2 separate regions of the Mus musculus genome follow, and region 1 is linked to region 2. Evidence: chromatin contacts called from public Hi-C data. All regions are on one chromosome and are shown on one strand. Each heading gives the region's core, a stretch centred on a gene start, on an enhancer-like site or on the middle of the called end of the contact. The rest is flanking DNA. Distances are from core to core; before and after follow the strand shown.

The links. Hi-C and Micro-C count contacts between places; a contact is called where the count stands out from the background.
Region 1: a Hi-C map of muscle stem cells shows a contact between it and region 2, with 2.4 times the contacts expected there. The contact joins two enhancer-like sites. A contact is called at or near these places in 5 of 39 promoter capture datasets (cranial neural crest, frontonasal cranial neural crest, maxillary cranial neural crest and 2 more), 8 of 484 Hi-C or Micro-C datasets (the 63-12 cell line, the F1.1 cell line, the G1E-ER4 cell line and 3 more), 1 of 115 datasets of contacts at active chromatin or transcription factors (embryonic basal ganglia) and 3 of 9 other capture datasets (embryonic stem cells, liver and macrophages).

The regions. Positions count from the first base shown.
Region 1 is chr1:169,913,869-169,918,402 of GRCm38.p6, forward strand. No RefSeq gene overlaps it. Among named protein-coding and RNA genes, the nearest start is that of Gm39699, 9.9 kb to the right of the region's middle. Within about 2 kb of position 3,018, at least 30 of the 459 cell types and tissues checked have an H3K27ac peak or open chromatin away from gene starts, as enhancers often do. A contact at or near this core is called in muscle stem cells, where this site is marked.
Region 2 is chr1:169,552,977-169,557,273 of GRCm38.p6, forward strand. No RefSeq gene overlaps it. Among named protein-coding and RNA genes, the nearest start is that of Gm34624, 24 kb to the left of the region's middle. Within about 2 kb of position 2,270, at least 22 of the 459 cell types and tissues checked have an H3K27ac peak or open chromatin away from gene starts, as enhancers often do. A contact at or near this core is called in muscle stem cells, where this site is marked.

The DNA.
Region 1 (4,534 bases), core at 1,768-4,267, 360 kb after region 2:
TTGAGAATTATAAAACACATCCCAGGCAATTAAATTTTTTTTAATTTTTTTCCTGGGGAATATCGGGACAATTTGAGGGGAAGATGTTGCTCTTCTTCTACCATGGGAGTCCCAGGGAGCAAATTTAAGTCTTTGTGCTCCATGCGTGGCAGGTGCCTCTACGAGAAACGGCATCCCAGTGGCTGGCCCAAGTTTTGTTTTGTTTTTATGAAAAAGGGTCCCAGGCTGGCCTCCAACTCACTATGTAGCCAGGCTGACACTGAAGTCCTCATCCTCCTGTCTGTTCCCTCTGGATGTCGGGGTGGCAAGCATGCACCGCCATGCCTGGTTCCCTCTGGATGCCAGGGTGGCAAGCATGCACCACCATGCCTGGCTCTCCTCTGAGACGTTAACCACCCAGCTCAGTTATTAATTGAGTCCCACACAAGTCTCCAGCCACTCTCTGCGTCTGCCATTTGCAGCCATTTCGGTGTTTAGTCTCTCGCCTTTCCAAAGAGCTGACAAGATTTCGATGGAGAGGTTGCCGCTACAGCAACATCTGGGTGCTGAGGCTTGGGTTAAACAGCAGTTCTTGCTGAGTCTACGGGAAATGCAGGCTCAGAACTAACAGATAATTTACCATGTATCAGCTACCTATTATTTAAAAATAAAAATGTCTTCATTGAAAACTGGAAAGGTGGCTTGGTAGTTAAGATTCCAGCTCTAGCCAGGCGGTGGTGTCACCACCACACTTGGGAGGCAGAGGCAGGCAGATTTCTGAGTTCGAGGCCAGCCTGGTCTACAGAGTGAGTTCCAGGACAGCCAGGGCTATACAGGGAAACCCTGTCTTGAAAAAAACAAAAAAAAAAACAAAAAACAAAAAACAAACAAACAAAAAGGACTCCAGCTCTTTCTGCGAAAGGTGGCTTGGTGGTTAAGAGCCCTTTCTGCCCTTCAAGATGACCTGGGGTTCAGTTCCCAGAACCCACATCAGGTAGCTCCTAAAAGCCTGTAATTCCAGCCCCAGGGGATCCAACATCCTCTGGCCACCACAAGCACCTGCACACAGGTGAACACACAGACGACGCATGGAGATACATCTAGTAAATAAAAATGCGAAAATAGCCTTATTGAACCACATAAACAAATAGTAGTGAATGCTACTAATTTTTAACCATTTTTTTAAAAAATGACAACTGGAATAAAATGTGAAAGTATTTGATGTGACCCAATCAATTTCCCACTAGCATTCAATACTTCTACCTCATTCTGTCTTGTGTTTTCGAGAGCCAAGCTTTCATGGCAATTTAACGTAAACTTCTAGGTGGCTCCATCTCAGAATAATCCCGGCTATACACAGTGCCTTGTTTGCACCCGGGACAATCCTACCTATGGTTTAGAGTCTCGCCGTTCAGGAAAGGGCATACTATTATTCTTTCAATGCAGCAACAGAACGGAAAGTTCTGAGCGATGCCAGGCCTGAGGATGGGGTGAGGGCAAAGGACTGAGGCAGGTACACAGGTCTATGCAACGGAGAGGCATGGCAGGAGTAAGTAGAGGAATAGCCTTGGGTTTACTGTGCAGATGGGATGCTGAGCGGGAGCAGAGAAAAGCAGAAGGGAAACAGGGCTGGAGAGGTGGCTCAGCAGTTAAGAGCACTGACTGCTCTGCCAGAGGTCTTGAGTTCGAGTCCCAGCAACCACACGGTGGCTCACAACCATCTGTAATGGGATCTGATGCCCTCTTCTGGTGTGTCTGAAGAGAGCAATTGTGTACTCGTATACATAAAATAAAAATTTTTTAAGTCTCAAAATCCCAGGAAACAGTGCCCCAACTATCAGAAACAAGAACCAGGGGTCTCAGCATCCTCCAAGGAAGAGCCCATTGGAATGCATAGATAGATGTACAGACGCATAGACAGATGTACAGACACACAGAGCAATGAGCTTGGGAACTTAGCACTGAGCCAACTCTGAGAGCAACAGAGCCAACTGTCAATCCTTGTCTGCCATGAAACGTCTCTCAAGTTCACTCTGTTCTAAGCCAGACTTGGCTCATGCTAGGATAAGGAAGGACACAGAGAATCAAGCTGCAGAGGCCAAGCTGCCCTAGGCGTAGGAGATAGAGTGTTGTAAACTGCCATTGCCGGTCTGTAGAATAAGCACGGGTTCAAACCTCTTCCTGGTTCCAATAGCTTATAAGTCTCTACTGCTGACCCAGTATGTGCTACAGCCTGATTTCATGTTCTCAGAAGAGAATCTAGCATAGTAGCTGAGGGTAAAATGGGACACACACACATAGATATGTGTTCATATATATGTGTGTGTGTGTGTGTGTGTGTGTGTTCTTATATATATATATATATGTTCGTGTGTGATATGTGTGGTGTGTGTGTGTAGAGAAAGAGAGAGTGAAAGAGATAGAGCGGGAGAGAAGAAGACAGACAGACAGACTGAGGCTTGATTTACACATGTGAGAGGACAGGATGCTGCCTATCTCTAAATTCTGTATGTGACCTGAAGGTTTCATAAATGTTTGCAAGATCATCATACAAATGGGAAGTAACCCTGATCTTTTGAACTATTGGGAGGGACAAAAGGGCAAGGCTGCAACCACAGGCATCAGAGGACAATCTCACAGACTCCGAGGACAATCTCACGCAGTGAGGATCAAAGTGGAGACCGCGTGGATTTTCCATGAGGAAGGCCTGTGTTCTGCTATCACAGGAAGAGAAGCAGAGGAAGCCTCGTGTCTGGTTTGAGCTTTGGTCTCTGTGCGTTTGGGATCTGGGGGGGGGGGCGGGGGGGTTGTGAGCAGTGGGACTGAGCACCAGGAGAGAAGAATCCCAGATGCTGTAAACAGCCCCTTAAGTCCCTTCCATCATCACGTCCCCCAAAGGGACATCTCCAGCACTCCAGCCAGCTACGTGCTTCTCCGCATTCTCAGCCAGATGTAAGCTGGCCAAGGAGTGGCCATCTGGACTCATAGAGCCCATTAGAGCCATAACAGGCAGCCTAGTCTGGTTATAAACACCAGCGTCTCTCAAGCCAGCTGTCTCACGCTCGGTAATGACACACTTGGGAGGCATCTGGTTTGGGACAGGAGACATCTCTCCCATGGGCTTCAGGAGCCTGGGGGTATCTGGCCCAGGCAGGCAGCACAAGGCTTCTGGAAGAAGGCTAGCAGGCTCTTTCATTCCCTACCTCGTGCTTTCATCTTTGTGTGCCTACCTGTAAGGAGTGCATGCCTGCACGTACACGGTTTGGGAATTATTTTCTCAGGAACACTGGAGACAAAGGGGCTTTCATTAAAACAGGGATATGTGAGAGATTTGAGAACATCTGGGTCTGTCAAGTATAAAGCCATTTGGACTAGGAAGGGTCACATATGTAGGTAGCCCAGGCCTTAGACATTCTTATGTCCTATTCTTATAGGAGGAGGCTGTCTGGGGGCACTTGTCTACGAGCAAACACACCTGTGTCCTCCCCTTCTGTAGATGGTCAAAGGGAGGCAGGAAACAGGCGGGAGGCCACTCATGAACGGAAATCCCACCTCTCTGTTCACATGAAGCCCAGAATGACAGCTGTTCCTCAACAACTATGCAGTTCCTTCTCTTGCTTCTGCCGCAGCTCTGCCTGTGACTCCTAATTAAAAGGAGCACGCTGTTTCTCAGTTAGTCATTAGACGTCTGTCCCCCTTCCCTTATCTTTAAGCTGCCAGGGGAATGAGATTGCAGGCAGGTGACTCTTGCCACCTCCAAGACAAAGCAGCTATTATGGAGCAGGTCTTTGAAAATGAAGTGAATCACATTGATTGGAAAGCCCCAGCCAGTGATAACGTCCATTTAATGGGTGGTAACTGCGTTGGGCATGTTGCTAACAGCTTTGCTTGGATTGTAAAGTGGGTTCTTTACATTTAAACACACACACACACACACATTCGCTGTCTCATAAGTCTGCCTCTAAGACTCACAAAGGACAATTGCTAAGCTGAACTAGATGTTGCTGAAGTCTTAAGTAAAGAAAGTGAGCTAAGTGGAGAAGTGGGGGGCGAGAATGACTCGTCCTGTGCAGAGCTTGAAAGGTGGAAGAGACAGCTGTCCCCAGGGAGGCCAGAAGCACAGAAGACGGGACTGCTGGGCACCTAGGCCTTTGGGGAGGTGGGCTTACATCCAAGTAGAGAACATGCCCCTCAGACGTCTAAGCCCTGAGGTGTTCCTTACAGTGAGAAGCTGGATTACCACAATCAAGTGAAGTGGGGTACAGGTTGCTGGGTGAACCCAACTCCAAACTGCAAAACCTGACAGAGCTTCAGTCCACAGCCAAGGGAACATGCATAGAGCGCCACCTAGAGGGAGTCAGGGGACCATACCCAAGCAAGCTGTGCTGAGACAGAAGGCAGGCCACATTCTCCCAACTACTGCAGTGGGGGCTGTCCCTGACTCTGTTGCCTGCCTGTGGGTCTGCTTTCCACTAACTGAGCCTCAGTGAGAGAGGGTGCGCCTAGTCCTGCATCGACATTTGCTGGGGGTAGTGGGGTACCCAGGGAGAGCTCC
Region 2 (4,297 bases), core at 1,020-3,519:
AGCGAAGGGCTTCTGGCTGCCTGGACAGAAAAGGAGCACTAGCAATAAATCCTTTCAGTTAATTCCCTGCTGCTAAACAGTATGTTTTAATTGCCAGATATTAATGCTTGTCAAAGCACAACTAATAAAGAGTTAAGTTTTTAGAGCTTCATGAAACACGGCACAAAAAAGAGTTAGTTTAGCCTGGCAGTGGTGGCACACGCCCTTAATCCCAGCACTTGGGAGGCTGAGGCAGGTGGATTTCTGAGTTCAAAGCCAGCCTGGTCTACAGAGTGAGTTCCAGGACAGCCAGAGCTACACAGAGAAACCCTATCTCCAAAAAAAAAAAAAAAAAAAAAAAGTTGTTTTTAGTGCTTAACAAAGCATAGAACAGTAAGAAAGAATTAAGTTTCCCTAGCTCTTATTTAAGCATAAAGAGTTAAATAAAGAACAGACCGTTATAATTAATATTTAATAAAGCAGATACTTAAAGAGAGAAGAAGCCAGTGTCTTTAGCCATAGAATTAGAAAGGAAGTTTTGAGAATCTTTTAGAAGTCATCAGCAGGCATTCAGCGGAGTTAGAGAGCTAGATGGCTAGAGACTGACCGACTTGAAAGCAAAGTCTGACCCTGTGTCCCACTTCAAGCCCATTCCAGGCCTGGCAGGCTCCCAGCACATAACGAGAAGATGAGGCAAGGGAGAGGCTGGAAAAAAGACCCTCGCTGATCATCCAGGGAAAGTAGCAGGGGTCATGGGAGAGAAGCACTGCCGGAAGTGGAAAATCGAGATAGTGACCAAAGTTCTTTTGCCTAGTCTGCCCTCCCTGCTCATCAGCACACCCCAGGGCTTTTAAATATTCATGTCACACATAGTAAGCAAAATTTCGCAGTGACCCGACTCTTAAGACGTTAGTTACAAAACAACATATACAAATGCTTAGAGCGTCAGTAGGCTAAGGTTTCACAGAGCTGGCGGTGCTAGCCTCAAGATGAGCACATAACCACACAGGTACAACATGTACACCCTCTCTCCTTCTGCTTCTAGAGCTCTCCTGGCAGGCTTCTGGTTTTCAAAAGGTCTAGTGGTGATGAGGTCTGTAATTGAATATCAGCTAGTCCTGAGACTGGAAGAAAGTCTTTGGAAATCTTAAAATTAAAAAAAAAAATCAATCTTAGAACTAGAATTTGGGGCGAATGACTGCTCTCATCAGACTATCTCTAATTAACAGTGATCTCAGATCACTTGGGTCATTCGTATGATGCCACCATCCCAGATCAGAAGTACACATTTGAAAGGCTTTCTTCAAAATATGATAAGGGGGTTGCCAGATAAAAGACAGGACTGGTGAGATTTCAATTGCAGGTAAAGCATGAAGATTTTCAATATAATAATGTTCCATTCCAAGTGGTATTTGAATTGTAAAATCTCAAAATATTATCCTTGTGTGTTCTGTATCCAAAATTAAAAGTTGACTATGCATTCCTAAAACTTTGTAAGTCTGGTATCCTCACTTCTGTATCCGCTTTCCTTTGGAAGGTAGGTACCGGAAAATGAAACTCTGAGTCACCCAAAGATCTCCAGAGCCAAATGAAACTCACACACGAATAAGGACTTTACAGGGTGAAAGGGAAGCCTTTGTAAGAACTATACGGAGAGACTGCTGTGAAACTTCACAGGAAGCTATTAAGAGCTACAAAAGCAAGAGGAATCTCCACTGGGCTGAGAAAGATGGGGAGGTTGAGACAGTGTGTGGAAGAGAGTGTGTGTGGAGGGGTTGATGTTACTCCAGAGAGCGCATGGCTGAAGAGAGGTGGTGGGAAAAGCAAAGGCAGAAGACAGCTGCTATTCAGTTTGACTCTGACCTATGTGGGTGAGGAACAGCAGAGAAAAGACTGGAAAGCTAAGGCAACCAAGAAATTGGAAAGGTAAGTGAGGCTCTAACCAAGAGAGCCAGGTCAGAGCTACAAGGACTGGAAATGGAAGCTTTGATGGGACAAGGAGTTTGACTTGGTGGTTTTTTTGATCCTTGATGAAATTGCACCCTGCTATAACAAGGAGAGGATCAAGATCTCCCCTACCTACCAACCTCTAAGGAAACTTCAGGCCATTCGTGCTGTCTTTAACATACATCTCAAGAAATATGATAAAGAAAATCATCTTTTAGGTGTAAAAAGAGCCTGAGTTCAAATCACATGCCACACCCCCATGATGTCATTTCCTGTCTCTGAACTGCAATTAACCTCATACGTAAAAGAGACTAGCAATGCTGGAGAGTATGAGTAACTTTTGGCACACAGGGGAGACTCACTACGAAACCAGGTCAGTTACCATTTTAATAATTACTCAGTCCCTTTAAGCCACTAGAGATTCTTACTTTATGTAATGAGTGTATTCTTAATAGGTAAAAAACTTTGTTTCCAAATACTCACATTAGTCTTTATAAGGAAGCGATGTTTAGGAGGGGAATGTAGCTCAGTGGTAGATATGTGTTCAGCATGCCTCGGGCCTGGGTTACATCCCAGCACCATAATGACAAAAATAAATGGAAAGAAGGGGCAAGGGGGCTGGGCACAGAGAGGAGGAGAGGAGAGCTTTTGAATGAAGAACCCCATATCTTTTTGAACTAAAAACAAAAACAAAACCAGCAAATTAGAAGTAAATATTTGGAATATTTGATCCAGATAATTTCCTTACATAGATTTGCTCAACACTAAAGACAACTGGATTTCCTTCCTAACTGGAAACCCTCACAGTCAGACTAGAGGACCCAAGAGGACCTTGTGCCTTTGCTTCATTCTGAAGGGAAACTCAGAACGTGATTATCATGGTCTGACTAAACCCTCTAAAAGCTGCAGCCAACTGGTGACTCAGAGTTCAACACATGCTGAACACTTGATGAGTTTAGCTGAACACTTGGCCTCAGGACCTGGGAAAGCCAAAATGATAAGCAGATAGTCACCGCATAGACTATTCTTTGTAAACACTCATCCTGGGGTCTGGAGGGATAGCTCAATGATTAAGAGGACTTGTTGTTTTCCAAAGTAGCCAAGTTTGGTTCCCCTATGGTGATTCAGTCATCTATAACTCAAGTTCTAGAGGATTTGATGCTCTCTTCTGGTCTCTGCAGGCACCAGACACCACACACCACACACATGTGGCACACACTTCATACATGCATACAAAACACACACACACACACACACACACACACACACACACAATATTCTGGATAACTGAAATTGTTCCTGGTTTTACTCCTGCCCCAAACTCCACCTCAGTCACCTCCATTTTTTTGTATAAAATAGGCTACAACAACAGAAATGTTGTCCAGTTAGCCAGAATGTTCTGTGCCAAGCCAAAGTCTGAAATCACCAGGGCTCAAATTGTGTTTATAGAGAGTATGTCTCCCTACTTTGGCATTTTTCACCCAAAACTAAGTTGCCAGTACCTGCCTTTATTCATCTCTTCTCCTCAGTGTGCCTTGCTGAATGCATAGAACAGGTTGGCAGCTGAAGAGGAAGTGCCCCTTGCCTTGCCCTTCCCATAGGCTTGCAGTTTGGTTATCCCAGTGCAAGCAGCTTGAGCTGTGTCCTCGCTTGTCCTCACACTTTGGGCCTAAGGTCAGTAGACGTGGGTAGAGCAAAGATGTGACACAGTAGAGTTCTCAGTTACTGCTATAGGGTAGGTGTATGATTCTAGCTGTCCCAGAAGACTGAATCTTCAGGTGTTCGCTTGGGTATCATTGTTTTTTGCACTGCTTTTCTTTGTTTTATTAATTCTGGATTTGTGTCTGTAGGGCTCCTACATAGACTAGCAGTGAGATAAAGCTGTTTCCCTCTGCCTGTATGAACTTCCTTGAGACTCATGAATCCTGTTGATGTCTATCACAGCTGCCCCTTGATAACAGGTAGAGCATCTTCAGCCTTCAAATAGATGCTGAAGAGTAAGACTGTAACTTGGAGAAGGAATGGACTGCTCACGCACACCACTCACCATTTTTTAATCCAGTGATTTGCTTTAGGGCTTTAAGGCTATGCAACCCAGCCGGGGCTCAAGCGCCTAGAGACATGTCGAATGTTAAGTACGATGGAACATCTGAAAGATGTAAAGTCTCAGAGCCTGGAGTTCTGACCAGTTATGTTCAAGACAGAAACCTCTCTGGCTCCATACCTGGAATCCATGAGAAGATGGCTTTCAGACCTTGGCCCTGATTGGTGAGTGGTCTCTAGAACAGGAGGATTCTCTCTCTTATGTAGATGAGAATAACAAGGCCGTGCCCTCCAGTGTGTCTCCATGCCTTAGACCAGCATGGAACAG